5 separate regions of the Mus musculus genome follow, and regions 2, 3, 4 and 5 are each linked to region 1. The links are chromatin contacts, called in public HiCAR-type, HiChIP or PLAC-seq and promoter capture Hi-C maps. All regions are on one chromosome and are shown on one strand. The core of a region is the stretch at or near the end of the contact, and the rest is flanking DNA. Distances in the headings are between cores, read along the strand shown.

What was found. Promoter capture Hi-C pulls out the DNA fragments that hold promoters and counts their contacts. HiCAR-type assays count read pairs that join an accessible place to other places. HiChIP or PLAC-seq counts read pairs in DNA pulled down with a chosen protein or histone mark.
Region 2: a contact with region 1 is called in a promoter capture Hi-C map of embryonic stem cells, with 3 times the contacts expected there. The contact joins the promoter of Zfp287 here to the enhancer-like site in region 1. A contact is called at or near these places in 1 of 39 promoter capture datasets (embryonic stem cells), 1 of 115 datasets of contacts at active chromatin or transcription factors (embryonic limb bud) and 1 of 9 other capture datasets (adipose tissue).
Region 3: a contact with region 1 is called in an H3K27ac HiChIP or PLAC-seq map of embryonic stem cells, with 5 times the contacts expected there. The contact joins the promoter of Zfp286os here to the enhancer-like site in region 1. A contact is called at or near these places in 12 of 39 promoter capture datasets (the 3T3-L1 cell line, 3T3-L1-derived adipocytes, the C10 cell line and 8 more), 3 of 15 datasets of contacts at CTCF or cohesin (the NIH/3T3 cell line and embryonic stem cells), 2 of 484 Hi-C or Micro-C datasets (the N1E-115 cell line and embryonic stem cells), 4 of 115 datasets of contacts at active chromatin or transcription factors (T-cell acute lymphoblastic leukemia, bone marrow-derived macrophages and embryonic stem cells) and 2 of 9 other capture datasets (adipose tissue and embryonic stem cells).
Region 4: a contact with region 1 is called in a HiCAR-type map of embryonic stem cells, with 4 times the contacts expected there. The contact joins the promoter of Tvp23bos here to the enhancer-like site in region 1. A contact is called at or near these places in 4 of 39 promoter capture datasets (the 3T3-L1 cell line, cranial neural crest and maxillary cranial neural crest), 6 of 484 Hi-C or Micro-C datasets (the N1E-115 cell line, bone marrow-derived macrophages, embryonic fibroblasts and 2 more), 2 of 115 datasets of contacts at active chromatin or transcription factors (T-cell acute lymphoblastic leukemia and embryonic stem cells) and 1 of 9 other capture datasets (embryonic stem cells).
Region 5: an H3K27ac HiChIP or PLAC-seq map of embryonic stem cells shows a contact between it and region 1, with 2.8 times the contacts expected there. The contact joins two enhancer-like sites. A contact is called at or near these places in 1 of 115 datasets of contacts at active chromatin or transcription factors (embryonic stem cells) and 3 of 9 other capture datasets (adipose tissue, liver and macrophages).

Annotation. Positions count from the first base shown.
Region 1 is chr11:63,211,514-63,217,826 of GRCm38.p6, reverse strand. No RefSeq gene overlaps it. Among named protein-coding and RNA genes, the nearest start is that of Gm29851, 35 kb to the left of the region's middle. Within about 2 kb of position 3,571, at least 13 of the 459 cell types and tissues checked have an H3K27ac peak or open chromatin away from gene starts, as enhancers often do. A contact at or near this core is called in embryonic stem cells and trophoblast stem cells, where this site is marked.
Region 2 is chr11:62,728,317-62,734,629 of GRCm38.p6, reverse strand. Zfp287 (zinc finger protein 287) reads left to right here and starts at 2,734. Exons shown (of 6, transcript NM_133208.3): 1 at 2,734-2,963; 2 at 5,745-6,313. The coding sequence starts at 5,964.
Region 3 is chr11:62,753,547-62,759,859 of GRCm38.p6, reverse strand. Zfp286os (a long non-coding RNA gene) reads right to left here and starts at 3,040. Exons shown (of 3, transcript XR_879919.3): 1 at 2,755-3,040. It also overlaps a transcript of Zfp286 not described here.
Region 4 is chr11:62,920,343-62,926,655 of GRCm38.p6, reverse strand. Tvp23bos (a long non-coding RNA gene) reads left to right here and starts at 4,025. Exons shown (of 3, transcript XR_388723.3): 1 at 4,025-5,420.
Region 5 is chr11:62,952,605-62,958,917 of GRCm38.p6, reverse strand. All of the region lies in intron 1 of Cdrt4 (CMT1A duplicated region transcript 4), which reads right to left. Among named protein-coding and RNA genes, the nearest start is that of Cdrt4os2, 4.4 kb to the right of the region's middle. Within about 2 kb of position 3,942, at least 8 of the 459 cell types and tissues checked have an H3K27ac peak or open chromatin away from gene starts, as enhancers often do. A contact at or near this core is called in embryonic stem cells, where this site is marked.

The DNA.
Region 1 (6,313 bases), core at 2,322-4,821:
TAAAAAAGATTTGTGAAACACCTCCCCACCCCCTACCATGACAGCAAAGGCTCCCAGCCCCTGGGTTATCATCCACCTGCTGACTCCATGGCACTTAGTTTTGGATGTGTCTGCTTCCACGTCGCCTGTGGCTTCAGTACAGGGTTGTGTGGCTGTGCAGACAGCTTCAAAACCTGGGGCTCAGCCTCTCTCCTGAAGATTCACCATTGCCCGATACTGTGAGCACAGTAAGTCACGCTCTAAACTGACCAAGTCTTCCTCCCACACACCCTCTGTCCTGTATCCTCAGCAGAGTCCATCCACAAGCTCAGGGCTTAGCGGAGACTTGGAGGCAATTTCTGCTACAACTGAAATTCTCTGCAGAGCAAGAAACCTAAAAGTGTTCTTTACTGGGGGTACAGACAGAAGGAAGGGAAGTAGATGAGCACCCCCCCAAAAAAACTATGTGTCTCAAATATTATCTGTCACACTAATATTGCTTCCCTAAATCTCACAATAAGTTTGTGATAATGGCTGTAGGACAGGAATGTAAAATGTCCCAACAGGCTCATGTTCCATGGTTGGTCACCACGTGGTGGCGCTGCTCAGGGAGGCCATGAAAGCTTCAGAAGATGGGTCCAGCTAAAGGAGTAGAGCATTGAAGGTGGGACCCCGAAGGCTACTCCAGGTTGGCAATCTGTTCCACTTTGTTTTGCCTTCTGGGTACCATAATGTGAATTGCTCTGTCCCCAGTGACCTTCCCACCATGATCTGAAACTTCTGTGCCACACACCAGAATGAATCCTCCCTGCTTTAACTTATTTCCAACAGGTATCTGGTCACAGCAACACAAAATCTGACTAAGGCTAAATGGTAGCACATAAGCTGTACATAACGGACCCAAGACAGCCAGCCTACTAAGTAACCATGAAAACTTCAAGTTCAAAATTCCCACTTTCTTCAAGTCGTTTCTCGTTCTGGCATTATAGATGTGGGCAAATGGATAAAAACAACAAAGGAATAAGATGTGGCACACTTAGTGATTTGGTGGCACAAGCTTGCAATCCCACCCTGAGATGATACCCAAAGATGTCCCAGCTGGGGAGGAGATGGACACTGGGTCTCCTTTGGTGTCAAGAAAAGAACACTAGTTAGAAATCTGAATAGAAACTAAAAATCCAATTGCCAAACAGGGATGTGTAAAACAGAAGGCACCCTGGACTTGATGCTACGGGTCTTGAACCCACCACCTGTGAGATATTAAACCTGCAACAAAAGGAGAGACATTAGCAACAATACTCTTGAGCTAAGGTATTTTTTAATGGATTCCAAATGAGAACCCTTGTCTTCTTTATGGGACAATCTCTCCTGTTAATGCCGCAGATTTACTTGTTGGTGGAAGAAGAACTGTTGTCAGAATATGGTTCCCATTCTCAAGTCATCAGAAAACACATGGGAAGGATCCACAGACTTCCTGGACACACATGTGCACACACACAGACACACACGCATGCACACATGAAGAACTTTCCTAAGTAATTTGATGACATTTGGAATTCATCTCTTACATATTAAGCTCTCTGAAAAGTCCCTGTCTATAAAGAGAGGCTTTAAATATTAGTCTTTATTGTTGACAAAGGTCAAATACACCCTCTTGTGGTAAAATGGCGCATTTGAAATCCTGACAAAATTTTAATGCTTTGGGGGATGCTAGATTGAAGCATAAGTACTGGAAGAGAAACAATGACTTTATTTTGAAGTTTTTTTTTTTTTTTAAATACTGGATATATTTACCTTATGGCCTTCATAATCTCCAATTTGGGCATGAAAAGAGAGAGAGAGAGAGAGAGAGAGAGAGAGAGAGAGAGAGAGAGAGAGAGAGAGAGAGAGAGAGAGAATCTTCGAGTCTCTTGTTCACAGGAACCCAACAGTAACAGACAACAAGGTGACATGAAGAACATCCTGCCTTCCTATCAGCACACAGACCTCTCAGGAACTACACAGCTGATTTGGAGAAACCAAGAGAGCTAAAGCTGAAGAGAGAGAAGCTGATCCAATCATGTAACTCAGGAATGTGGCTGTTCTCCAGACACAGTGGCTCTGTCTGCATGCCATTATCCGACTCTCACCTTATGCAGAGAACTGGCTCAAGCGCCATAACCAACAGCTGATTACATATCCACACATGTGGTACTTAAAAGAGGAATGACCTTCAGTGGTCTCATCATAAGGGTCAGCATGTCCTTGTGCTCAGGGACCCCAGCCTCAGAATATCCGACAGTCTCAAAAGCCTTGCATGCATTCTAAAATTAGCTATCTGGCTGGGGTAGGGGTGGGGGGTCATCAGACTCAACTCAAGTGCAGTTGAACAGAGCACATTAACTTCCTGACAGCTTTGTTCAGAAACACTCAAAACAAATGACCTGCTGCCAGTATAAATGGATGCAGCAACTCTTTGCTCCTTACTGAGGTAAGCATTGGTGTGTTTGGACATGTTTGTCCCTCAAAGCTTGCATGATGGAAGGTTGGTTCCACTGTGGCAATGTTAAAAGGGAATAGGACCTATAAGAGATACAACTAATGGGACGTCCTTAGGTCATGGGGGCTTCTCTCAGAAGAGTTTCTATATTTCTCATGGGTCCCCTGAGTTCACCCTCAAGAGAGAAAACTGACAAAAAGCCTGAGCCTGACCCTGGGTGAAGTGGAATTTTCTGGTTTTGTTGGAGATTCAGTTGTGTCATGTGGTGTTTTTCTGGAAGCTGTCTGGTGAAAGGACATGTGATGTTTGCTGGAGCAGAGACTTAAGAGCACATGTGATGTTTAAAAAGTGTAAGTATAGCCAACAGACAGTGGATGATGCTCTGGCATGGGTTCACCTTGCTGGTCTTTATCAGGGTTCACCTTGCTGGTCTTTATTGGGGCTCACCTTGCTGGTCTTTATCGGGGTTCACCTTGCTGTCCTTTATCGGGGTTCACCTTGCTGCCCTTTATCGGGGTTCACCTTGCTGGTCTTTATCGGGGTTCACTTTGCTAGCCTTTATTGGGGTTCACCTTGCTGGTCTTCACTGATGACACCCTGGCATTGGTGCACCTTGCTTTCTTCTCTGGTCTCGGCTTGTCATGACTTCATAGAGAGATATACACCAATGAACTTCTGTTCATTAATTCTGTTGCTACTTCATAACTAATTCTGCTACTGTTAAGAATCATAATGTAAATATCTGTGTTTTCCGATGGTTTTAGGGACCCCCTGTGAAAGGGTCATTGATTTCCCCAGGGGTCCTGACCTACATGTTGTGAACCTGAGTGCTGCACTAACCTAAGGCTCACTGCAGAGCCAGCGCTTCCCTGGCTCTCATTAACTCACTGGGTAGAAATTTCTGAGAGTCCACAATTAATAAAGATGCCTCATGCAGTCAGACCTCTGTGCTGATCGAACGGTGTGCTGATCAAACTCATGCGCAAGTGAAATCAGCAGCTTGGGCAAGAGGCTTTGAGGGCGGGATTTCCTCACCCAGTGACCTCACCCAGCAGGGATATCCTCTGAGGCAGATGCCTTGGAGCAACATTTAAATGTTCGACTCTCCCTCCCACCCCCACCCCACCCCTACACACACTGGCCTCTTCCTGCCCGCACAACCGCCTCTGGAGCAGTTAACTCTCACTGGATGATGCTGTATTCCTCAGTCTGCACCTCCCACTTAAACACAAAGTCCGCGAGGTGCTTTGTTATGGAGGCATCCCTGGAGCCTGGCAGGTTGTCATCAGTCGGAAGAGCGGAATGCTTGAAGGAAGGCGCACACTTCCGGAACTCCGCCCATCGCCAGCACTCACTGAGCACGCTGATACTGTCTCTTTTCCTACTCCTGGGCCATTCAAGGACTTGGAGCTATGGACATATACCATGACATATACCACGATGAAGAACTGAATCGAACGTCCTCTCAAGAGTAGGTTCTCATGGATGAATATCCACTGGCAAGCTAGGTCTTCCCTGAAGGTCTAACTTTCTGAGAGCCTAGTGTGAATTGACTTGAGAAGGAAAAAAAAAATGTTTTTTGGTTGTTGTTTTTTTTTTTAATTAAAAAATTAACGTATATTTATTCTCAATTCTGAACTTTCTTTTCCCTTCCTAGCAGGCCAGATGCATACCTCACATGTAAACTGCATAAATAAGCCGTTGGTTAGTCAGCTGTGGTGGAATTTTCTAGCTGGCTGGTCCCTGATACTGTGGTCTCCCTAACTTACCCAGAGTGCCTAGGTGGCCGTGGGCTGCCGGACAAGTGGATCCCAGACTCTTCCTGGTCTTTTGTTCCAATGGAGCTGCCTGCAGCTGTCCGCTTTTTGGGGGACCTTCTCTCATCTCTTAACATCGCTCTATTGCTTGTCTCTTTCATGTTATAAGCAGAGATAGGCTTGTTCAAGTATCTAGGAGCTTGCAAATTTAAAAACAAAAACAAACAATCAAACAAACAAAACCATCAGATTGACCATGAGCTAGCTGTGCAGAGCAGAAATATTTCATTTCCTAGAAAGCCTTTCCACTCAGCCCGCCACAGCTAACCTGCCCTGGACATTGCGTGGCTGTACCCGCCGCCCAGTGGACAGACTGGGTACTGCATTTGCAGAATGCAACTCTTTGTCAAGGAGTAAAGATCTGCTTCAGGCTGGATTCTTTTTCTTACCTGTACACCGCACCACTCTCCTGGAGAGGTACTGACCAAGTAAGGAAGAAGCTTGCAGAGGAAGAGAATAGGGGAATCTCTGTAAAAATCATCGCTGTTCTAATTTTTTCTTGAAATTATGGAGGGGGAAGATCTTTTAAAATGGACAATTGTGAACAATTTGCACAATGTTTGTGCAAAATGCAAACTGGAACCCCAACTTACCCCAGGTCCCATGCTTGGAGCTCTCTTTCTGACTCTCTAATCTCCACACATGTCACCATTCCCCTGACCTGGATTTTTACAGCACAATCTACCCTCCCAAGACTCGGGTGGATTAACAAACAAAAACCTTTTCCGTCTGAGATGGGGCCTTGTTTTGTAACCCAGGTTGGACTTGAACTCATTATGTAGTGTGGATGAGCTCATTATGTAGTTGTAGAACTCCCAAGCTGGTTTGGAATTCATGGTTCCCCTGCCTCAACCTCCTACATTGAATCCTCCTTTAGAGGCTGCTGTGGCTCAGAGTCTCTGAGGTACACAGGGGTGCACACAGTTCCCACGACCCACAGTGGTCTACAGTGGCTGAGGCTTCTTCTCAAAGCAAACTATATCTTACACGAATACCTTGACCCCTTTAGATGTGCTGAGCTGTGGGATGGAGGCTGTGGTCAAGGTAGAACATCTCTGAATGGAACAGAACAGAACCTATCTGACCAACACACACACACTCACACATTACTATCATGACTTGGAATGGGCTTTGTTTAGTGAGTTATAACAAGAGCTGACCAGTCAGGGGACTTCTTCAGAAATGGCTGGAAAATAAGACCATATGCCAGTTCAAGTCTATCATCATCACCACCATTATCATCACTATCATCATTACCACCACCACCACCATCATCATCACCACCCATCATCAATGTATCAACTATTCACATTTCCTGGTCATTTGCCATAGCACTAACCTGATAGAAAGAGAAGCATTTTCTCTTCTGTGTATCTCTTTTATTAAAAGAATATTCTCAGAAGCCTCAAGCGAGCTTCTTTTCTGTTCTATCGACCCGTGCCCTGCTTTAGCTACAAGTGATACCAGGAAGGACGCTAGCATGCATGTTGTGCAGCTTTACTATAGGAGATAATCCAGCCTGTAGGACTTAGAAGATAGGTTGCTAAATAACCATAAACTCTTAGCTATAGTCTTTCTCCTCTGCATATGCATGCATGTGCACACATACCAGTGTTCTGGGTTACATGGGATGATCAATGAAAGAGAGACACTGCAGGACGGATTTGGGCTTCTCAGCAGCTGGGGGATCCACCTCTCAAGACTAAACTCTGAACCTGCTTGCAGAGCCTCCTAATTGTTACACAAAAGGCATGTTTAGCAAGCCAATTTCTGCATACCAAAACCTCTTATCTGATCTAGGAGTTGTCTGAAGGAACTATTACCTAAGCAATTCTCAGCCAGAGGAGACTTCTTAGCTTGCCAGGAATGTCTCAGGACTAAGTTATGCAAAGGCTTTATGAATTCTTCAGAAGAAGCAGCCTCATAAAACCTCAGATAGCAATCACAGACGATTTACAAAAGGCTATTTCAAAGCCTAGGTACCTTCACCCCAGAATTCATGCCAGATACAATGGCTCTGCCAAAATCTGCTATGAGC
Region 2 (6,313 bases), core at 1,485-3,984, 480 kb after region 1:
TAGCCAGTCCCTCCCTACCCTATCCTGTGTGCTTCCACCTCATCCTCACCCAAAGAATCTATGTGTCAGCTCAGGATGTGGGGCTAATCTTTGTGAGTCCAACACGTGCCTGTATCTCCGCAGTATCCACGAAGCCCAGGCCGATGAGGCCACCCCTGGACTTGATCAGTATCCAACCTTGTCTTCTCCTGTCCCCAATGTTGTCCCCAATGTTGTACGCACAATTAGACTTCTTCTAGCTCCAGTCTGCTGCCTCCTGTTTCATCTCAATAACAGTAACCCGAGCTAAGACAGTCGGAGTATAAACTGGTGCAACAACTACAAAAATAACCATAGAGTTGTCTCAGAAAAACCTCTCATAAAGTTCATATGGAAATGCAAGAACCGTGGATTGCCAAATCGGTTATAAGTAGAAAGACACAAAATTATCACATGACCTAGCTTCAAGATACGCAACAGAGTCATAGTGACAAAAACAAACACACATCAATGAAACATAACAGAGGGTACAGGCATAGACACGCTGTTCAATAAATGGTGCTGGTAAAACTAGATACTCACCTTCAGGATAAAATTATATCCAGATCTCTCATCACAAACCAAATTATCAGTTCAAATGGCATCAAAGGCCCTAGCTTAAAATCACAACTGTTGAAACCGCTAAAGGAATATAGAAGAAAAACTTTGGGATACAGGTTTATGCAAGAAATTTCTGAATGGCACAGAAACTAGACTCAGAAATTGACAAACTGATCCTCAACCTTCCTAATGTTGTGAAACTTTATTATAGTTACTCATGTTGTGGTGACCCCACCCCCAACCATAACATTATTTTCATTGCTACTTCATAACTGTAATTTTGCTGCTGTTATGAATCATAATGTAAATATCTGTGTTTTCCAATGGTCTTAGGCAACCTTTTGTGAAAGGGTCATTCAACCTCCAAAGGGTCACAACTCAGGTTGAGAACCACTAGTCTGGACTATATACAGAACTGTGCAGAAATTAAACACCAGGCAGTAAATGGGCCAATGAACTCGATTCTCAATAGAAGACATAAAAATGACCAATAACACTTTTTAATGTGTTTGACTTCCTTAGCCATCAGAAAAACACTACTTTGAGATTCTATCTCACTCCAGTCAGAATAGCTATTGGAAGAAAACAAACGTCAACAAATGCTTTTAAGGTTGCAGAGAAAGAGGCTACCTTATCCATGGTTGGTGAGCATGTAATGTGCTTCAGGCACTATGGAAATCAATGCAGAGGCTTATCAAATAAAAATAAAAATAAAAAATAAGGCAGGTGGATTACTGAGTTCGAGGCCAGCCTGGTTTACAGAGTGAGTTCCAAGACAGCCAGGGCTACACAGAGAAACCCTGTCTCAAAAATAAAAAAATAAATCTTCCATATGACCTGACTATACCACTCCTAGGCACACACCTAAAGGCATCTGCACTTTACTGTGCATGTGCTTGTACATCTGTGTTTGTTGTTACTCCTTTCACAAGCACAAGGAACATGAGTCAGCTTAATGTCCATCAACATTAATTACTGCCCTGATCTTGACTTCTTTTCTCCTACTACTGACTGGTTGGTATTTCACACTTATTTTCAAAGCTGTACATAATAATGTTATTTATTTTTCTTAGAATTTACTTAATTGTGTGTGTGTGTGTGTTGTGTATGCGTATCACAGGAGACTGTGGAAGTCAAAAGTGGCATCAGAGCCGCTGGAACTGGAGTTACAGACTTTGAGTCATCACGTGGGTGCTGGGAACTGAAACCAGAGTCTTTGTATGAATCATAAGCACTCATAACCACTAATCCATTTCTTCATCCTTTTCCTCCTCTCATTATGTAGCCCATGCTAGCCTTGAATGGTTGTGTAGACTAGGCTGGCCTCAAACTTCACAGAGATCCACCTCTCTCCTACTTTTGTGTTTGGTTTTGGTGGCCCAGTGAATCTAACCTGGTTTTTTTGTTTTGTTTTTTTGTTTGTTTGTTTGTTTTGTGAACATAAGCAGGGAAAGAAATCAGTATTTTGAGGAGGGAGGGAGCCCACACAGAAATGCTAAAAAAATTAAAAAACTCAGTGAGTGGAACAGAAAAACAATAGAAACATCACCAATGGACTCAGCCAGGCAGAAGAAAGACTATCAAGGATGGGAGACGAGGTTGACTACTGTACCTAAATTCAAGAAGGACTTTTTAAAATGAGTATTATGATGTCCAAGAAGTTCAGGATGCCATCAAAAAACAAACCAAAGAATCCACAGAACAGAAGGAGCTAAGAGAAATGCTGAAGACAGAGAATTTGTCTGTTAGTTGAATCTGGAGGTCTCAGTGTCGGATTCTAGAGGTGACAATCAGAGCCATTAGGAATTATGCACTACAGTCCATCTAGAAAGAGCACTGTGGGGTTTCCTCCCTACAAGCCACATACTTGATGCCTGTCTATTTCTGCGTTGTAAGAATCCGGCTTTACTCTCCAAATGGTTTCCCAGGTACTGCTATTGCAGCCCTGACATCCAAGTCATCTGCCAGGCCTGTCTCTGCCCAGGTAAACTTTAAAGTTCCGGTCGAAACCTTGTAGCTAACAGGCAAGTCACGGTGATGGGTGGAGGAGGTTGCCATAGAGACAGGTCCAGGGCCTGGGGCTCGGGATGGGAAGGCTCGGGTTCGGCTTCCCATTGGCTCTACGGACGAGCAGCGTTCTCCACTAGCACATGCGCAGTGGCGCCGAGGCGAGGTCGCTGCGAAGCCCGGGAGCTAGGGGTTCCGGCCGGGGCCTCTGGGGACCCGGCTGGAATGAGCGTGTACTGACGGCTCCCGGCTCCTCCCAGGGAGAGAAGCGGTGAAGCTGAGCCCCTGATGCAGCTCTGAGTCGAGCCTGCCACGGAGGCTCCCGCCACGCCGCCGCCATTGTTGCCCGGGCTGCGCCGACGGGGCCCGAGTGACAGGTACTGATGTCCGAGCGCGAATGTCCACGGGGAGGCCGGCCCGGGGCAGGCTGGGAAGGGGAGGCGGCTGGAGGCAAGGCGGGCGCATCTCCTCAGGGCATGCATGACTATGGATGAGCTAGGCTGGGAGTTGGAGCCCCAAACAAGTACGTGTGGGTTCTTCTCCGTGTCAGGATACTTGTGAGGTTGGCTTTGAGAGAGGTGGATAGTGCTTTCGGTTTACACTTGAGGAAGCTCCTGAGACGGCCTCCAATCACAGCCTAACAGGCTTGTCTTCTCTGCTCCGGGAATAGAGCAAACTATGCAAGGCAGATAAATAGATCGCCTTGGCCCCGCCCCTATGAGATTGTTTGGAAACCTCCAGTTTGTCCCAGTAATCACAAATTTGCTCTGTTGCTGAGAACATCCGGAATATTAGTGACTTGGATATTGAAACATTTCTTTCTGCAAGGTGATAAGTTTTCAACAAGTTAGAAATTAACCATTCTGCTCATGGTTCCTTAAATTATTGCTTCTAACACCACCATCAATAAACACACATCGTGTGTGTGTGTGTCTAGGATGAATGTATTCTAAATTCAAGGATAGAGGAAAAGAAGACCAGGGTAAATTCTGTGTGTTTATCCTGCACTCTGAGGAGTCTGCTTCTGTGTGTATGAGGGGTAGCAGAGAACACCAAAAATGCTTGAGCTGATGGGCCATTCTTGTGCTGGATAGTTTTATGTCACCTTGACACAGCTATGGTCATCTTATAGAGGAAATGCCTCTATAAGACTGAGAGCTACTTCCTGCCTCCAGGTTCCTGCCCTGTTTGAGTTCCTGCCCTGACTTCCTTTGATGATGAACAGTGATGTGGAAGCACGAGCTAAATAAACCCTTTCCTCCCCAGATTGATTTTTAGTCAAGGTGTTTCATCACAGCAGTAGTAACCCTAACTGGGACAAAAATTGGAACCAGAAGTAGGGTATTGCTGTCACAGTCCTGGCCATGTTGTTATGGGAAGATCGTAGAAGGACATTAGAACTTTAGGCTAGAAAAGTCGTTGAGTGTTGGAAGCTCAGTGAGCTATTCTGTAGGAGCTAGGAAGAGAAGGATGTTAAGAGCAGGAGAGAAACGCAAACTTGGCCTTTTGTGTGAAGAATCTTTGGTGTCTGGTCATCTGGAACTGAATAGTCAGCTGTGACTAAAAAGAAACCAGTGTCACTGAGGTGAATAAGAAATTGCCCAAGAAGCTATATTTCAGAGGGAGACAAGATTATACCTCATTCTGGCTGCCAAGCTTAGTGAGTAAGAGTCACTCAGATGGTACTGGTTTTGATGGCATAAAAGAGTCACAGCGAGCATCTGAGGCTTAGCACTGTGTGGCAGGGCTGGGATCCCTGAAGAAGTCCCAGAAGAGGTTGTCTTACTAAGATTTCTATTGCTGAGATGAAACACCACAACCAAAAAGTAGTTGTGGAGGAAAGAGTTTATTTGGCTTACACACTTCCATGTTGCTGTTCATGATAAAAGGAAGTCAGGACATGAATTCAAACAGAGCAGCAACCCGGAGTCAGGAGCTGATGCAGAGGCCTTGAGAGGTGCTGCTTACTGGCTTGCTTCTCATGGCTTTTTCAGCCTACTTTTTTTCTCTAGAACCCAAGATGACCAGCCCAGGGATGGATCACTTACAATGAACTGGGCCCTCCACCATCAATCACCAATTAAGAAATTGCCCTATACGATCTTATAAAGGCATTTTCTCAATAGAGGTTCCCTCCTTTGAGATAAATCTAGTTTGTGTGTCAAGTTAATATAAGACTAGCCAGCACAGAAGGTATTGGTGAAAATACAGTCCAGTTTCATCAAGAGACCCCAGCATTTTGGAAATCCAGTACCGTGGAGTGATCACTAAGGACATCAGCAGCAGTGGTATGAATCCAGCTGGAGCCTAAAGGACAAGCTGTGTGTTCTGCAGAGATTGGAGCCAGAGAAGTGACCCAGGCCTTCTGGAGGAGCCCAGAAGATTGTGAATGGATTCCATTGGACATTGGACGTTGAGTTATTTACACAGTTAGAGTTCGGCTTTGATTTGATTTGATTTGATTATGACTATTTCCTGGTTCTTTCCTCTTGAAATAAGAAAGTAACTTATCTTTTATTTTATAGGAGCCCACAGTTGAGAGACTTTGGATTTTAAAAAAGACGGAAATAAAATGTTTGATTTTTGTAACACTTGTGAGACCTTTTAAGTTTGAAAATGTTTTATGTTGTGATGTCGATATTAATGTGTGATCTTGGGAATGAATAAGGGAAAGGTTGTGGCTTAACAGTGATGCATTTATGTGTCAAACTGACAAGAGATCATTTGTGCTGCCTAGTTTTACATCAACTTGACACAAGCTGTGATCATCTCAGAGGAGGAAACCTCAGTTGAGGAAACGCCTCTATAAGACTGAAGTGTAGGCAAGACTATAGAGCATCTTCTTAATTAACAATTGGTGTGGGAGGGCCCGGCCCATTGTGGGTGGGGCCGTCATTGAGCTGGTGGTCCTAGGTTCTATAGGAAAGCAGGCTGAGCAAGCCATGGAGAACAAGCCAGGAAGCAGCATTGTTCCATGGCCTCCGCATCAGCTCCTGCCTCCAGGTACCTGTCCTGTTTGAGTTCCTGTCCTGTCCTTTGATGATGAACAGTGATGTGGAAGCGTAAGCCAAATAAACTCGTTCCTCCCAAGTTGCTTTTGGTTAAGGTGTTTCATCTCAGCAATGGTAACCCTAACTAAGACAATTCTTGTGTTTCAGGGTCTTGCTCATCTTTGCAAGTTCTGGACTCAGAATTTGTTACAAGACACTAACTTTTATCGTGGTTCCATTCTGGACCTGGCCTCAGCAGCCCTTGGGGGGAAAAAATTGTTGTGACTGTCACATGAGACTTCAAACAGTTGGCTCAATTCTGGAAAAATAAAGGGTACTGTCAGGTAGGTCCTCCTGTCTGTAGCAGTGTTGGCCTCGAGAGAGAAGATGGCAAATTCTTCACTTTCCCAAGTCCTTCTAATGTGGAAGCCAGGCAAGATCCAGAAGGGACCCTGCAGTGCTGAGCAGCAGACACTCACCTCAAGACTCTTGCGTGACACTGAAACCTGTCGACGGAATTTTAGAAATTTCCCATACCCGGATGTGGCAGGCCCTCGGAAAGCGTTGTGTCAGCTCCGAGAGCTCTGCCTGAAGTGGCTGAGACCTGAGGTTCATTCCAAGGAACAAATTCTGGAGTTGCTGGTGCTGGAGCAATTTCTGAGCATCCTGCCTGGGGAGGTTAGGACTTGGGTAAATTCTCAGTACCCAGAGAGCAGCGAAGAAGTGGTGGCTTTGGT
Region 3 (6,313 bases), core at 1,791-4,290, 460 kb after region 1:
TGGATTTGCACTTGCTGTCTTGGAGATCTTGAACACAGCCTTGCAGGCCCTGCTTTCTTTTAAAGTTTGTGTTGATCAATCTACTGCTATTCCCATGGGCCTACCTCTGTGTGTGACTTAATGTTTCTCTGTTGCCATTTTACTATTTTTTTATGGTTTTAGAGCTTTATTGTAGAAAGGCAGGGGGAAAGAGAGAAGGTAAAAGAGAGAGAGAGAGACCAGCCATGGCCAAGAGGAGAGAAAGGGGGAAAGGGAGGGGGGAGGAAGAGAGGGAGAGAAGAGAAGGGGAGGAGAGAAGAGTAATGGGAGTAAGAGCAAGAGCTCTATTGCCACTTTAAATACACCGTCTTTGTCTGGTACATTTAGTGTTTTAGTTTAATATGACGTAAGGAGGTTTCTTTCTGGTCCTGTCCACTTGGTGTTTTAAGTGGCTCCTGTATCCGGACTGAGATCTCATTGCCTATATTAGTATGATTCTTTTGAGAATGTTTTTGTGCTTTGAGAATGAGAGTCTTTGTCTAGGCCCCTTTCCCTAATCATTAACTAAACTTTGATATACTCCAACTCACTGTTTATCCCCCAATACACTCAGCTGTTTGTCCTTCAACAGTTACTGAGGCTAAAGGGTCCGAACGTCATTAATGGGCTACAGCATTGGCATAGCGGCAATGCCCAGCAGCTGTGGTTGCTCCTGCAGCTAAGATTTTCCTCAGGGGATAGAACAGAGCGTATACATACAGCAGGCAACCTGGACATCTGGACTGAACTATTTTCTGGACTGTGCACTTCGACTCTACCACAACTGAGTCATGCGTGATTATTGCAACTGTGCTTCAACTGAGGGGGCTGTGGAGGCTGAAGATCGTCTTTAAAAGGAAGAAAGAAATCAAGGTGGAAAGAGGAGCTGGAGAGGAAGCTTGGATACTTTTGGACAGATTTCAGAGACTATCCAAGATATGGGAGTAGTTTAAAATTTTTTAAAAGGAGGAAGTAAATATGAGAGAAAGGAAAAGACTAAGAGTACAGGGGAGAGCATGAGAAGTGACCAGCAGTACAGTGAGGAATGCCTTACAGGAGACTGACTAAGAAATGAGATCCTAAACACCTAACAATGTACCCACGAAGGCGGAACCGACGTGAGACGCCAGAGTGGAGATTAAGTAATACGAATTAAAATGAATACTTGTGGGACGGATCGCTGGCACCGCTACAGTGAGTTGAAAGATGAAATTCTTAAGAGGCCTCTGGCTCTAGCCTGCCCCATTTGAACCTGTGGAGGGAAGAGGCCAGTGGGATCTATTCGATGCAGTCACATGAGAACAAATAAAGAGCTCTAGTGGCATTCCCGCAACATACAGACACAATGTGACCACATTGGGAAAAGGTATAAAAGTCTAGTGACACCCGTACCCCAAGATCATCTTCGGGGTCCTGACATGTTTAAGTTTAAATAGAGAATGGTTCTGGTTGTAGTCCACTTGTAAAAACAGTCGCAACTCCTTTCCTGCCTCAGCCTGCAGCGATCACAGGAGCTGTCCAGGGAGCAGCACCTCCTCTCCAGCCTTTCCAAAAAACAGCTCAGCCGCACATTGATGGCACCTCAACCTGTGTGGCCTGTGGCCTGGAAGATCTTCCCATCCTAACCCTTGGGCCCAACGCAGGGAAAGAGGGCTGAAAAAAGCTACCAATCCCTGAACAGAGAAACCCACCAATCCCTGAGCTCCCCCAAGCTCAGGACTTGAAATCCTACCAATCCTCAATCCGGAAATCTCTGTGGGGGTTCTCCTCCCGCCCCCCAAAAGCTCCGCCCCTAGCTGTGTAAACCCTGCTCTTGGTTCAACTTCTTGCTGTCCACTCCTGGGAGCAGTGGCAGCCACCCCTGGATTTGTCCCTCGTCTCCCTGGATTCATCCTTCCACTAGATCTCTTTCCTGAGATTTGCTGTCTGGTGGGACTCTCTTATCAGAAGCAGCCAAGAAGCAATGAAGAGAAGGGAAGAATGAGAAAAGGGGAGCAAGGCTGAGTGAGCCTCGTGAGCAACTCGGCTCAGCTGGGGAGACCCTCTCCTGGGAGCTGCAATGCCTCTGCTGAGGAGACTTCCTCTCAGAGCTGTGTGGTTCCTGGGCCGGGTGTCTCGGGATGCTCTTCCATCGGGATAACCTTCTCCCCTCTGAGCAGTGTGGCTCCTGGGTTCCTGAGTCCCAGGATACACTTCCAGACTGGTCAAAGTGTGAACCTGTCCATCATCAAAGATCCAGTCTCTTGTAGAAAGAAGATGGACCGGTATGATGTCAGAACTGTGTGAAATCTCTTTCCCGGACCTAAGTTTCCCCACTGGCTGGCACCAGACCCCTTTAGCATATTTTCATCCCTGTCAGGAAAGTTAAAGAACCAAAAATGATAGTGTAGATAGATATCGCCAGTTTTCCAATCAAGAAATTCAAAGCCAAGCAAAGTGTGGACATTCACCAACTCTCCTGGCTTCTGAGACTTTATAGGTGGCCTCTCTGCTCTCTGGGTGCCTTTCTTTAGCAACACAGAGGTGACCTTAGAAAAGATCTTGCCAAAGGTTCCTAGTGCTAGAGAGTGACACGGCCGTGGCCTCTAGACACAAACATTCCAATGTGATTGTATTTCTTAGATTGCGCGGAAGGTTGATAATCAGTAAACTGTTCTTAATCGCGAGGAAGGTTAAATGAAGAGTCTCTGAATGAAGGTTAACGTTGGCCGCCTTGCGGCGCGGTTCCGTGCTCACCGAGCGCCCTCTGCCGGGCACACAGCGGCCGCCAGGTACTTCTGCCCGGGTGCAGACGGGGGTGCGCTTTCCCTTCGTGAGTGCACGGCCTGGCCGATCCGGACCTAGCCTATCGGACCCTCCCATCCCTGAGGAGAGCGGCCTGGGCCACAGAGGCGGGATGCTGTAGGTCTCCCCTGCGCCCTCTGGTGGAGCGGAGCTTCAGAGCTGCAGCGTCACCAAGACCTCAGCCCTACCCGGGCCGGAGCAGCGGACCGCGTCAGAGAGGAGGGTGGACAATCCAAGGCCAGCCTCACCGGAGATGGCTTAGCCTGAGAGCTGAGCTGCATTCCTTCACCGGGCAGCTTGCACTGGCTGGCTGATTTTAAGCCATTTCAAATGATCCCTTTTTAAGCCATTTGTCATTCCCTGGCACGATCGTGGAATAGAATAATGTGCATTGGTTGGGACATGCTGGACTGGTCCAGGGTGCTGTAAGCGCTGCCAGAGCGTGCACCCTTCCTTCTTTACTTTTAAATGCACTGATACGGGAACCACAAGTGAGGTTTCTCCTTAAGTCTGTTGATAATTGTGCAGTAGATGGAAGAAACTCTTGTAGTTTCTAAAAGAATTTACCTAATACTCATAGAGTAGATGTTAAGTCAAACTCAGGTAGACGAAGAAAGGGTGCAGAGCTACAACATTCCAGTTCTCCAGAATCACTAAAGTTTATTATTAATCGATCCGCCTTGTTTGTACAATCTTTAACACAGGTGTGTCTTTTTTTTTTTTTTTTTTTCTTTTTTCTTTCTGGAAACTTCAGGTCACAAACAGGCTAAACACTGTGTCTAGCTGTGTGGCTTGTGTCTTGGTTAAAGGGATAAGATGCTGCAAGGGTGGTTAGCACTGGCCACTTTTGTTCTTTGAGACAGCTTTAGAGAACTTTTTAAATTTTGTGTATTGGAATAATAATGCCCATCAGATTAGTGTAAAGATTAAATGAGAATGTGTTTTTAAAGTTGCTTGTGCAATGTCAGACCAACCAGCTGTGACTACATTTAATAATCTTATGAACCCTAGATCTCCGGGGGCGGGGGGGAGAGACAAGTTGGATCTCACTGATGTTGCAGGGGTCTTCCCTGTGTTTCATGGGGCTCATCCCTGTGTTCCCTCATGGGAGCCCTGTCTCAGGGTTCCTGCGTGGTGAGTCTGAAGTTTCTAAGGCAGGACTGGTTTGCACGGTTTACCACTCTTCCCTACATTCCTCTCGGCAGGACAGCCACCCTTTCAGAAAGCAGAAGCAGAGATGGCTGCTGGGATGTTTGCAATTGGACCCCTGGTAAGTCGGGGTCTACTGGTTCCTGCCTGCTGCGTTGTCTGGGGGGCATCTACTGTTCTGGAATCTCGAAGCTTCTCTGCCTCACCCACACTCCTTCAACTGAGACCAGAGCCACATTTTTTGACCTATAAAAAATGGGGCCACCCCAATAAAAGTTATTATGTGTAAAAGAAAGTGCTCTCTGTTGGGGGGACAAAGGCCCGTGTAACCACTGAGCACTAGGGAGCCAGGAATGCTAAACACACCCGAGCACCTCCTCAATGCAGGAAATAAAAACCTGGTTTTCACCCCCAGAAGACTTGGAGTGGATATTGTTGACATCTGGTGACCTTTTTGCTATCTATGGTGACCTGATTTTTCCATGTTCTAATAATCAAAATGTATGGTGTTTTCAGCACTAGGGTCTCGCTGTCAAGTTCTTGGAAGCAACCAAGAGCAGTGGCAATAGCTGGCATTGTTCCTTTTGAACTCGGTTGGGTGGTTTAACTCGGCTGTTCTGGCTCAAACTCCTCTCCGAGCTGACTGATTCACACTGGCTTCTCTGGGCTTCTCCTGAATTGCTGTTTAGCCTCAAACTAACTGTGTCGATCTCTTCTGGTCCTCTGGTGAGAGAACAAATATTCTGGGTTCAGACTCCATCTTAGAGAACTTGACCTAAGGTTCAACTCAAGCTAATTAACAAACAGGCATCTAGCACTAGTTTCTAGGTTATCCACCAACAAGACCTAAGTTTAGCACCAGTTTCCAGGTTGTTCCCTAACAAATCTACACCCCCCAGGTTACAAGCCTGCCCCTGACACTTCACTTCCTAACAACCACCAATCAGGAGGAAAACAGAAGTTAAGTTTCTGATTTGACTTTCAGCACCAGCCAATTATGTTAAAGGCCATAATGGCCTCCTAATCAAATGTGTACCTGGCTAATACCCCATTCTTGCCTCTATAAATGCTTGCCTGAAACTGGGCTCTGGGCCTCCTCCCATTCTTCTGTGTCAGAGATGGTAGTGTGGCCCAAGCTTAAGCTTAAATAAAGAGACCCTAATTCGATTACATTGGAATGGGCTCCTTGGTGGTCCTTTGAGGGTTCACGAGCATTCCTGGTACAGCACTGGCTCCTCATTGTCTGACTCATTCTGACTCACCTGTGCTTAGCCTGTTCTCTCCGTAAACCTCCCCTGGTTAAACTGCCTCTTCCCGCTCTGCACTGCCCCTCAAGTAGCTTCCCCTTCCTCTCTCTTCTTGTGAGACTTGGACAGATCCTACTCTGTCAGATCTTTCTCTGATTCGTCACTTTGTCTGCCACTCAATTCGATATCACTTTGGAACATGGGTGCTTCCTTCTACAAAATAATTTTATTTTAATTTTTGGGGGATTATGGGTACTAAGTATTATGGGTAAGGATATTATATATTAAGTATAAGGATATTATATACTAAGGGTATGTCTATATTCCAGACAGACAGACTAAAGGTATGTGCTAAAGCTGAGACACACCACAACTAGAAACAGGTGTTTTCAGTAAATAACACAATCTTGGGGTTCATAATGTGATGAAATATCCTACAACAAGAAGCCAATACTCTTAACCACTGAGCCATCTCTTCAGCCTTCTTCCTGTATGATTTTTAATGGTGAAGAGTCTCACTGGATTTGCTACTCTAAAAAATAAATAATAAGATTAAAATAAAGATAGGAGTAGCTTGTACCTCGGATGATAGCGTACATGCCCTGGGTTCAACCCCCAGCACCATATAACTAGCTGCAGCAGTGCATGACTAAATCCCAGCACTCTGGGAGTGAGCATAGGAGAGTCAGGGTCATGGTTGTCTCCATATTCTGAGGCCAGCCTGAGACAAATGTATCTTACATACAAATACGTATGCATACATATATGCATTTGTCATTGTGGTCCTCTATTCAACTGCACCTTCCCTCAATTCTACTGTCTGTTTTTCTAGGAAATATCAAATAGTCAAGTTTCTGGTTAAATAGTGAAACTATATGTTCATTATAAGTCTATGCTTTTTTTTTTTTACCCTGTTTAGTGAGAGTTCCCCAGGTTAGGACATAAAAGCAAGTTGATTTGTTTTTCTTCTTTCCCCCAGACTTGGAGAGAGACCAAATCTGCAACTAAGGATGCTGTGCTATCAGAGAACGGCTTTGGAAAAGATTTATCACAGAAGATCGCTGTACTGGGGGAGAAAGGCCTATGGGGCTCCAGAATGGAAGGCCTGAGAAGTG
Region 4 (6,313 bases), core at 2,776-5,275, 290 kb after region 1:
ACATAAACTAAGTGATATTTGAATAGCAAAACAGGTCACATTGTTTCTTTGGTTTTTAAATTATGCATATAAATGTTTTGCCTGTATACATGTGCATGTCTGGTGTAAGAGGAGATCAGAAAAGGGCATTGGAATCCCCGGGAACTGGATTTCAGACGGTTGTGAGCTGCCATGTAAGTGCTGGGAATCGAACCTGAGTCCTCTAGAAAAGCAGCCAGTGATCTACACTGCTGAGACACCTCTCTAGTTCTCACACTGTTTCTGAGATGCTGAGGTGGGGGATATTCCAAATAACAAGTATAAGGCTTAGAATAAAACCCAGAGGTTTATTTTTATCAGTAATTTTTAATCATCTGCTACTGTTAGACACCGTAATATACAGCATGTAAAAGCAGTTACTGCTGAGATTTTTAAAATTTTTTTTACATTTGTAATTTGTCTAAGCAAATGTGGTTCTCAGCCAGGGAACAGTTCTACCCAAAAGGGTTGTCTGACAATGTGTGGTATTGATTTTTGCTTGTTACTTCTGGGGGTGGGGGTGATGGGTAAGACAGAGCTACTGGTACTAGGGAAGTTAAGGAAGCTGCTGAAATCAAGGACCCCCACCCCCACTGTCATGAGTCGACTGTGCTGGCTACAGGAGGCCTAAAGGAAGGACAGGGAAGAAGACAGCAGAAGGGGCAGGAGAGAGGAGGGGAGAAGGAAGATAAAAGCCCGAGGGCTTTTTTTCCTTGCTGTCTATGCTGTTGACGATACACTGATGCTGGGTCAGCAATTGTCGTCTGACCTATGATGCTCTCAACCCACCCTCAAACCTATGCAAGACAAGGACTTGAAAGGAATATAAGGATCATTTCGTCTGAATTTATTCTGATTCACTGATCCATTCTTTCTTTCTCTTTCCCTCCCCCATGCCCTGCCCCCCTACCTCTGCCAAACAGAGTTCCTGCCTCTATTTAAGTGAAATTTCCACCCTCTGACAGACAAATGATTGCCAAGACATTGGATAGATTCTGGAATGTGGTGCCCAGGCAACTGAACCTCAAGTGCTCATAGAGAGTGTCCTGCACATCTCCCAGGGGTTAGTGAGCTGCTGTGGGCTTATGCTCCAATGATGCATAGAGAGGAGCAGAAACAACGGACAGCCGTCAGGCATGAGGTCTGACTGCCAGGGATCTGGCAGCACCGACCTACAACATCCCTACAGCTGATGCCTCCCTCTCACTCCCGCTCACTCCACCTATTGTGGTTTGAATGTAAAATGTCCCCAAGCCCAGGACCTCAATGCTTGACCTCAGTGGGTGTAGATATTTTGAATCCTTAGGAAGCCTGGCTGGCTGAGGTAGAGCGATGGGGTAGGCCTTTGATGGTTCTAGCTCAACCTCTGATGCCAGCATCCTCTACTTCAAACTACAAACGGAGTCTTTCCACCATGCCTTCCCAGGTAGGATAGACTAAACTCTCTGAAAAGAGCCCAGATGAATTCCTTTTTCTCCCTTATATTGTCTTTGCTGGGCAATTTGTCACAGTGGCATAACTACGCCAACCTTTGTTTTCTCAATATTTCTGCAAGAGACACAGTAGATGTTGAAGAATGCTAGACCTGAAATTAAGGGGAAGAAAATTAGGAAAATATTTGAAATGACTAAGTGAACTTGCTTGGCAAGGTTATATGTTCTATCATCAGGTGAAACTGAAACCAGAATGAACTGGAATGAACTGGAATGAGCCAGAATGAAGATGCTAACAATGACATAATTATGATGAGCACAGCTCTCCTTGTGGTAAGCCAAACACAAGCTTTGAAAATGGAACTCCTTTCATACACACTAATCTGCTTTTTATCTGTGGATTGGTCAAAGCTCAGAAGAGGAAGTGCTCACACCGAGGCTCTAGCATCATATTAAAATCTCAACCCTGAGGACAGCCACTCCTGCTTTGACTTTGGTCCTAACTAGAATATGAACACATGCTCTACGGCTGTGCCAGGAGCATGCTGGCCTCAGAGATGTTTGGAGGCCATTGAGAACAAACATCTGGAATTCAGAACATCGCCTTGGAACAGACAGCTTGGGCGTTGGGGTCTTTAGGAACACAAGAATTTTCTTCACAGGAAGCAGTGTGGGAGCAGGAACTGGAAAGAGGAGATAGCTACAAGAAGTTGGAGTTCTGAGGACCCATGGATCCCTCTCAATGGGAGAAAACAGGCCATCTCAGATCCAGTCTTAAGTTGCCCATGCAGATGCAAGTTCCCAGAGAGCAACTAGGAAATGTCTCCATGGGGCAGCTTAGCCAGAAGCAGGGCAGAGCAAGGGCTTCACTGTGGATGCTTTAAAGCTGTTCAACTCTTAGTCCCAAAGGAAGCTCACACCCACTTGAAACCAGACGTCGACAGAGTCCGTGGAACATTAGAGATAAGAAGTGCTTGTAGACCCATCCAGCAGAGAAACCACATTCTGAAGACAAGGACTTGGACACCCAGGACTTGGAAACATCCCCTGCCTGTAGTTACCAAGTTAGAATCAGAGATAAAACTCTTTAGTGTTCTAATTCCCAGTCTGCTTTCCTCCATTGCTAGTATAATTACGTTTTAATGGGATCTAGCGTGACATCGTGATATTGGTATATAATGGTTAGTGGGGGCGGTTGGCACAGGCCACCACCCTAAAAAGCTATCATTTCTTTGCATCACGAACATTCAAAATCCCCTGTGTTATTGTGAAATTAACTGCTGTCAGCCATACTTACTCTACTGTCCTACAGGACATGCTAAGCTATTCCTCCAACCCACTTAAGACCCTCGGCAAACTGTTTCACTTGACTTCTTGATCATCTTCCCTGAGCTTTCTCCAGGTGACAGTAGGTCACACAGAGAAATGAAAAGATGGCAGAGTGTTTCCAAAGGTCACCAATTGTGTGTGCACCTGCCTGCAGGAGGGCTTAAGTCACTCAAATACCACAGAGAGGAGACCCCAGATGTTCATACGTTATTAAAATGTTGAGCATTGACTTGTAAATGTGAACTTCTTCATCTTTCGATACATATTAAAACTTGAACACCCTAAGACAGAAAAATTAACAGATAACATCGCAAAATTTATTTTAACACGTTGGCTTAGTATAAAATGATCCTAAGATACATTTTATGGGCTTAACGGGGTAAAGTTTGTCTTTCTTTGCTTGGAGTTGCTTCTCTCATCCCTCTGAACAGGGGACCCTTCTGTCTCATCTCTCCCAGAACTTTGGTGTCCTCTTCAATCAAATGAAAGATGGAGACGAAGCCAGCCTTGAGGACTGGACAGCGAGCAGCACTCTGGTATCACAGAGGCTCTGATTAAGTTGCACAGAATGAAGTCTCACAAGGGAGGCTAGGAAATGTAGTTTAGCTTGTGTCTAAGAGGGAAAAGGTCATGGGGTTTGGGGAATAGACAGTTAACTCTGCCACAGAAAGTTAAGTCCCCTGCTCCCTCATATATCCTAAGAGAGTAGTTACATGTTTCCAAACCTACTTTGCTGTTTGGAAACTATCAGTCTAGAGGACCAGGCACAGACTAACACAGCCACCCACATTCCCTTTCCCATAAAGCAGAACTCCTTAAAGACAACCAGATTTGAGAAAAGGGGAGCTATTAACAACAGCAACCATTATCAAGTGTTTGTCCCGGGTAAGCAACTTAAATGTGTCAACTCAGCCCTCAAAACAACCCAATGGCATAGCTGCTATCATCATCCCATTTTTCCTATGAGGAAACTGAGGCTATGACAGCTTACACAACGGGCTCAAATTACCCAGCAGTGGACAAGATCTGACCTCTCACACTGGCTCCAGTCCGTGGTGCCAGTCACTACTTTGAGTTGACCCCAGAATGAACATGAACATGAAGCACTGCCAGCTCTTTGTAGACGTCTACATGAGGCTGAGCAGGAGGAGAGGAGAGGTGGGGCTGAGGGTGGCATGGCATGAGGGGGCTGACAGCAAGCCCGGAGCAGGAAGAGCCAGGAGGGCAGCTGGTAGGATTACAAGGGCAAGAAGATGGCAGTGGGCTCCAAGGTTAGGCTGGGGGCTCAGCTGTGTCACTCAGCAAGCCCTGCCAGGAGGATTCTAAGACCCTGCTGGTAGCTGTTGTATGTGAAAGCACCATTCCTGGTGGCCCATGTCCTTGATTAAATTCATGGAAATTAGACAGTCTGACAGGGTGGTTGTACTAGTAGTTAATTGTCCGTGGCTAAAACGAAACACCCATGATTGCATACCTTATTATGGAAAAAGATTTCTTTAGTTCAAGGTTTCACAAGTTCAATGACAAGATGGTAGCATCTAGTATAGGCTTCCTGGTGGGTGCTATGGTACTGGTGGACAAACCACACGGTGGCAGCCTTCTCACTAGGTAGAACCTAAAGTTTCCACATCACCTCCCAATACCGCTTACCAAGAATCAGACTCCCAACACCTGCTCCCGTGAAGGACAAAGGACACCCAGAGGCAGCTTAGCCCAGCCTGGTAGTTCTGTCTGGTAGCTCTCTGCACGGTCTCTTCAGTACCTCGGCATGGCCTCCCAGTGGACAGACACAACCCGGCCCAGCTCTCTCCCAGCTTAGCGGAATGGGTGTCTTTGTCCTTTGGTATCAGGAGTAAAAAGAAGAACCGGTCTGCAAACCCAAGACTGGTCCCCACTGACAGTCAGCTAGCTGCCTCCTTCCCAGATGGTATGTCCCCACTGTCTTTTGCTTGCTCTTCACACAGAATCTGCTAAGCACTAGGTGGCACGGTTGAGCAACCATTAAAAACTATTTCCGTCAAGGCCCAGGAGAAAAGGAAATTGAATTGGAAGTTGGAGGAGTGAGGGTTAGTGGCAGAGAAGGCCGATCGGTCCCTGGAATTCAACCTGCTCACAGCCTCCATAAGCACGGGTATGCTGTGCTCTAAGCCGATAGGGCTGCGTGCAGAGGAGGCGCCCTCAAGAGCAGATACCGCCAAGCCAGTGAGGAGGAGCCTGCTGGAGAAGGCTGGGAATCCCTTCCCACCATCCTATCAGAACCCTCTGGTTGTCGCTTGCTTCCTCCTCTCAACCATGTCGCCCTGTTCACCCAGAGCAGAAATGCTGGCAGCTGTCATGGACAAGTGAGATGAGGCACACGTCTCCAGGATGACCCACGGGCTTCTCTGCCTGTCGCTGCCATTTTCAACCCTCTTCCCCTCCCCGCTCTGTTTTCCTGTCTTCCTCTCTCCCTCCCTCCTTCTTCTTCTCTCCCCACCCCACTCTCTTCGAAGGAGAATTATATTCAGCTCTGTGGGTTGTTTTTAATGCATTCCAGATGCCAGAAGAAATCTTGGCCTGGGCTCAGCGTTCTTCTGACTTCAGGCCTCTCCCCCACCTACCTCCCTGTCTGACTCCCAAGGCCACACAAGGAAAAATCAGGTGGGCTAGCGCCATCTGCTGGCAGCTTCCAGAAGCTTAAGGAAGGCGGGAGGCGGTTAAGGTGGGGCAGGAATGGTTTCTTGTAACTGGCGTGATGTACTCGGTTGGAAAAATTCGGATTATCTGGGAGAAAATGGTGTGTAAATCAAAACGCTTCAACCCATGGACACTCCGGTAGTGGTTGTAGTGGTGGTGGTGGTGGTTCTTCGTAGTAGTCATCATCGTTGTCATCTCCTCCTCCTCCTCCTCCTCCTCCTCCTCCTCCTCCTCCTCCTCCTCCTCCTCCCCCACTCTGTCCTCCTTCTCCTCCCCTTCCTCCTCCTCCTCCTTTTCTTTTTCTTTTAAATTACAGTCTGGGACCCAGCCGGGTGGTTTTTAACATCACATTCTTTGAAAAACAGAGATTTTGGCGTCTCAGCTTGTGTTCCCTAAAGGAAGCTCGGGACTCTGTAAATTAACTTTTAAGTGACCGGTCTGGCAACACCTAGTCAGCAGGAAAATTTAAAGGAAAAAATCAGGAAATGAAAGCGCCCACTGTAGTTAAGGAAATGTTATTGGAAGGGTTTTCAGGGTGGTATGGAGGCTGTGAATATAGTGGGTTATGCCAGGTCTTGGAAATGGAATCAGATCTCTTGGCAGTTGGGGGAGAGAAGGGCTGGGGAGGTCATAAGACAGCCAGGAATGAAGTTCCAGTGCCAAGCAAGGAGGCCCAACCTGGGGCCCCATGAGTAGCATGAAAACCAGACCTGACAGCTGTATGAAGCCCAAGCACAGTCCAGGCTCCATCAAGGGAGACCTGGCTGAGCATCCAGGATGCTGAGACTGCCAGGAAGCCCAGAACCAGGGACTGAGGGGCCCTGTGGCATGTGACTCTACCAGCACAGGCTTCTCAT
Region 5 (6,313 bases), core at 2,693-5,192, 260 kb after region 1:
TAAATGGATGCTTTTTAGGCATGAGCGGTGAGGAGAATCATGAGGAAAGACTGAGTGGGGCCCACCAGGGAGGCAGGGGGAGAGTCAGGCATGTCATCTCAAGAAGTCAAGCAAAAGTGGTGCACAAAGGGACAGGTGTAAAGGCCATAGATCTGTCATGAAATCCAAGGACAAGGTGTCCACTGAAGCTGCTGCTGATGGGCCATCTGTGCAGAATGCAGCTAGAATACAAGGCCAGAGCAGAAGGCAGCTGAGGGCACAAAGACAACGAACAAGAAAATTCAAACATGGATGAGGCCCTGTGCCCTCATCTCATTAAACTTCACTACAAATCACATTTTGTGGACAGAGAAAATGGGCCTTAGAAGAAAGCAAGTCACTCCCCCCAAGTGGTACATTTAGTAAATGATAAAATTAAAAGTCAGATCTGGGTCAGTCGGATTCTAACATGGGGCTTTGAATGTGTACACAGTGACTTCCTAAGTAGAAACACAAAATAATCTACAAACAGAATTAGTGTGTTCAGCAAGGCCGGCAAACACAAGGCTGACATATCTAAAATGCTTGCTTTTTCCTTTTTTTCACCACCACCACCAACAACCAAAAACATTCTAGAAAGACATTCAGTGATAGAATGGAATTCAAAAACTAGGATAAAATTAACTGAAAGACAAGATGAAAACCTAATATCGCAATAGAGAAATGGGTCATGATTGTTGTAAAAACATAACCCAACAACAAAACAAGGTCAATTCGCCTGCATGTGGCCCAAAGATTCTGTGCAATACCAACCAAAATCATACTTGGATTGTTGTTCTTTATGGAGAAATTGGCAAACTGTCTTAGACTGTTTATGGTCATGGCAAAAGCTGAGAGTGGAAAAGGTGAGGAGGGGCGGGGCACAGGGTGAGTGAACTTGTGCCTGGCTTTCAAAGTCTGCTATGAGGCTGTCATAACAAGACAGTGACAGAACAGAACAGCAAAACAGGCAAAGGTCACTGAATAGAAAGCCCGAAAGACACCAGCTCTCAAGGTAAATGCTGTTACATCGCTCAGATAGCAATATGAAAGCAATATGTTAAATGCCTGTCTTAGTTTCAATTTCTGTTTCATTTTTCTAAACTTTTTTTTTCTTTTTTTTTTTTTTTTCGGTTTTTTGAGACAGGGTTTCTCTGTGTAGCCCTGGCTGTCCTGGAACTCACTTTGTAGACCAGGCTGGCCTCGAACTCAGAAATCTGCCTGCCTCCCAAGTGCTGGGATTAAAGGCGTGCACCACCACTGCCCGGTGGTATGGGCTCTTAACTGCTAAACCTTTTCTCCACTGTCTTCTTCATTCCTTTTGTTTGTTTGTTTGTTTTATTTTTGAGACAGTGTCTCAGCCAGCAGATTTTAAGGGGAAGGAAGGAGGTAGGGAACCAAGGGAGTCAATCACTCTGCTGCTCCCTCTTGGCCTTCTTATAAGGTAGTCGACCACACTTTAAAATGTATTTTCTTGCCTGGTCTACAGAGTGAGTTCCAGGACAGCCACGGCTACAACAGAGAAACCCTGTCTTGAAAAACAAACAAAACAAGACTTCTTTTTTTCTTTTGTTTAATTTGTCATCATCATCATTTTTCTTTTTTCTGGTTTTTTGAGGCAAGGTTTCTCTGTGTAGCCCTGGCTGTCCTGAAACTCACTTTGTAGACCAGGCTGGCCTCGAACTCAGAAATCCACCTGCCTCTGCCTCCTGAGTGCTGGGATTAAAGGCATGCGCCACCACGCCCGGCTTTTTCTAGACTTTTAAGAGACAGATTAACCCCAACTCAGGAGCAGAATGTAAGCCATGAGGAACTCATTGAACTTTGGGAGCTGTCAGGAGCCATAATAGGACAAGCTAGTAACTAGCAGGCGATCTTCCTGAGATGGTCTCCTTCGGATTAATCCGTGACAGATTTGCTCTTATTGGCAAGGCCCTAAGAGAATTCACTTTAGCAAAGATTCCTGCTATTAATGTGCTTTTCCTGTTATTATTAAACATATATAACAATTACTAGGTATTAGCTCATCCTTTTGAGCAGATCTCTGCAGTTCTATGAAGATGTACTGTCTTATAGTGATGCTATATAGACAAATAGATAACTTCTTAAGTCTTAATGATGATCCTTAAAGAATTCCTAAAATTATAACAGTGATTATTAATCTCTTTTATAATGGGACTGCTATTAGGTCCTTTTCTGATAGTCAAAACTGCAATGAGAACTCTGTCAGTCTCTGATATGTCACCAGTTAATTGCTCTTAGTCACCAGACTTTCTCCTACTCAGAGCACATTCCAAGGTTGTAAAACAATTAACCAAAGGTCATAAAAAGGGAATTAATGATTTAGTATAGGTGCTAGGACAGAAGATAAAATATTGACTGGGTTTACATATACAAAACTTCACTTAGTTAACTTAATAATTTAGTTATGGTTTTTGACTTTCAATGAACCTGCTCAGGTGATGGATGTTTAGCCATATAATTACTCCTAATGAATATTCATGTGAACATTCTACATTGTAAACTTCTATTTCAATTTATGATTTGATTTTTTGTGTAAATGTGTGATGAACTTTTTAACATGTGATCGTGTATTCTGAAAGATGTATAAGTACTGAGGACAAAGAGATTAGAGGAGAATATTTTTTTCCCTTTCCACTTAGAAAAATGTTTTCCCTTTCCCCTCTTAGAGTAGAATTTTTCCCTTGCTCCTCTTAGGATCTTTCTGCTTTTCCCCTTTTTCTTAGATAGCTTTAATAGGAAACTTTTTACAACTTAGTAATAAACACTATAATCACTTTTCAAAATTTCCTTTTTTTCTTCCTGCGACTTCCCACTAGCAGCCTGAAAGTTAGAGCCAGGAAGTTCCTGCTGAAATAGAACAAAGGCCACGTTACTTAATCCCCCCATCCCCACCCCACCCCACCCCGTTGTTAGGCTACGGGTGTCAATCACCTAAGCTAGCAGCCTTTTACCCTCAGAAAGAGCAAGAAAGTTTCTAGGACTTTTTTTAGAAGTTATCACCAGCAATTCAGTATAGTTAGAGAGCTAGAATATCCGGAGACCCTCAGACTTTAAAACCACACCAGAGTCCTACTCTGTGCCCCCCCCACCGCCACCCACCCCCCCCACCCCACCCCCACTCCTTACCCTGCCATTACCCTCTCCAGGTTGGGAGGCTCCCAGTAGGGAGCAAATTCTTTCCTTCTGCCTCCTGGGTCCCAGAGATCAAACTCAAATCTTCATGCTTAGCAACAAGTGCTTTGACCTACTGAGCCATCTTGCTGGGCCATATATTTAATTTAAAATGTTTTCCTTTTAAACATACAAGGGTGGCAGAGAAGGGAAAAAGACTGGGAGTGGAAAAGAATAGAACAAAAATTGCTAACAGGAGAGAGATGGAAGACTGTATAGAATAGCCACTGTTGAGTAGGATGACAGCTTTAGAGCGGGGTTACAGGGTTGGGGTGGGAGTTAGTGTTGTCGGCTAGCCTCATTAGCATCAGGCAGAGGTCGTGGAATGGAGTAGGGAGAAGATCAGGCATGGCCACTGACAAAGAGTCAGGTTGAGGGACGGTCCTTGGCACGTGAGACTACAAAGATTTCAGATGGGCCACAGGCACCTGCACTGACCCAAAGATGCATGAGCCACTGACATGGAAGGATCCCCAGGCCCAAAGTACATTCCTAAACCTCAAACAAAGTCATTCTTTTCCATGTTCTCCCAAAATTTACAATTACAAAGATAAAGCAAACATTTATTTTATAAATCAACAATGAAAACCAATTCTAAGTAGGCAAATATTTTGCAAGCATAGGCCTGGCCGGCCCTGCATTCCTGCTGTCTGGCTTCAGCCAGGCACTGGCTGGAACCTGGCCCTGCTTTTTCTCCCTGCTCAGTGACTTCCCAGTACATTCCACAATGGCTCCACCCTCTGAGTTCTCAAGGTGGAATGGGCCACATGGTTTCCGATGGGCTGTAGTGGATGGTGACAGGGGAGGTCACTGTGGAGGAGGCAACTGGAGAACATCAGAGACCATGTAGTCCATCCCACTTGAAATGCCTCCTCTCCACTTGGGTGCTTCCCTTCCTAAACTGTTCTGCCATGGGGGATATACAAGCGGCCTGAGGACAACTACAACTGGGAAGCATCTGAAAGATTGGTGTGTCTGTCAAACGGGGGGGGGGGGGGGGGGGGAGGGGGGGGGGGGAGCGAGGTAGCCAGAAAGTTGAAGTTGAGTTGCAAAGCCGGCTGGCTTGATTGGCTAATGTACATGTGAGACAGTCGGAGAGGAACAGGCCAAGCCATATTCAAAGCTTAAACATGCCAGAGTCGGAGGTCAAACACATCACATGTTCCCTGCTGGAATGCTGCTGTCAGATGGTCCTGGGTTCAAGTCCTCAGTCTACTAGCTCTGTGACCTTAAGACAAGGCATTGTCCTCACTGTCCTCATTTTTCTCTAGTGGCATGCTCAGGGAGTGTGGGGATAGGGATAAAATGGAGGTGGCATTTGGGAGGTTGGGGACTGAAAGTCTCAGGCCAAGCAAGCCTGCAGGTTTAAGAGAGTCATTTCTCTGTGTCCCAAGGAGATCTTAAGCCTTTCAAAAGCAGAGGCTGCCTCCTGACCTAAACTTGGCCCTTGTTACCCAGGAGGGAATGAATATTCATAAGCGTGTGCTCTGTGCCATCAGTCTACTAAAGTACTGGCTGCTTTTCTAAGGAGTTTCTGTCCCTTCTTGGGCTATTGGGATTATGGGAGTTATCCAGAATGGCAGCCCTGTAGCTTACAGTATTGTCCAATTATGGCTGAGGAAGGGCCCTCGGCAAAGGAGAAGCTACCAGCATCCATTTTCTGTGTCTTTTCCCTGCACTCTTGACCCAGGATCCTCATCTTCTCCCAGCCCCCTCTCCGCTGGTTTTCTCAATAACATTTCCATGCCTTTGCATTTAACCCTCCCTTCGACTCACATCTCCTCTAAAGCGTTCTCCTGATCCCAAGCTTTCTTTCCATTTTTTCCCGTTCTCTGCCCAAAACCCACTAGTGGATGGGTGATACCACCTGCTAACTTTGCCAAAGTCATCAAGCAAGGTTCCATGCCGGCTGTCCATCCTCAGGGCCCCGTCGATAGCACGCTACTAGTTAAACAGAGAGCATGGCCATTGAGGGAAAATTCAGAAGGGAACCAACCTTTCATCCCAGGCACAGGTCTGGAGACTGAGGCAGGATTGCAAATTCAAGGCTAAGGGAACTACAGTATGAGTTGAAGGATTCCTGCCCAACTTAGTGAGACCGTAGCAAGGTTTCAGCTCAGTGGGAGAGCACTTGTCTAACATGTGGTCTCCAGAACTATTTTAAAAGTGTAGATGGGCATACACAGGCAAACCATCATACACACCCAACATCCTGATACACACAAACATGAACACACACCTAGAAACACACAACATATACACAGATACAGAAACGGAAATACCTACGGACAGACCCCAACACACACCAAACACATATACACAGAGACAGGTAGAGAACTCCCATATTCAGACACACACTGGAATACACACATACACACACACCACACCACACCACACACACTAATCCATTTGCTAGGAGAAGATAAGGTGGGAATTTTAAGGCCATTCACTATGACCACAAGCCCAGATGCTCACAGCACAGAAGGAAATGAAGATCTCAGGTCTGCACGTGGGAGGGAAGGTGTCATGGGACCTGCAGATTATTCTGTATTTCAGAAGAGAGGCCTCTTCCTGCCCAGCGCAGGTCCTAGGACAGGAGGCTTAGCACTCACCAAAGGGCAGGCACTTGGATGATGCCCCAGCTTTATATCTTCAAGCAGGAAGAAAGAAGGGATACCCCAGGGCCTGTCTACCCCAACCCAGTTGGAAGCATCTCCCAGACAAGCTGCAGCATCTGAATTTGAACCCAGAGCTCTGACTTCCCAGGCTCTTGGCCAGCAACACTTCCCAGTCTTCTCACACTCACGCTCAGCTTAAGTGCACACAAACAGAAGCTGTCAACCTGGAGATGTGTCTTTGGGGGACCCTGAGGTTCTGGACCCACATAAACATGCCCTCAAGTAGGGTACAAGACTCTGTCTTAACCTAACCCAAGTGTGGGTCTCCTTATGTGTAGAGATGGGAGTCTTTTCTCCCTCATCTTTCCCTATCCTGATCTACATATTAAGGTGCCTTGTCAATCATAAGGTTTCTCACTATTAGAAAACAGTATTTAGTGTTTTTTGATCCTTTCTCTAAATAATTCCTAAATAATCAACCT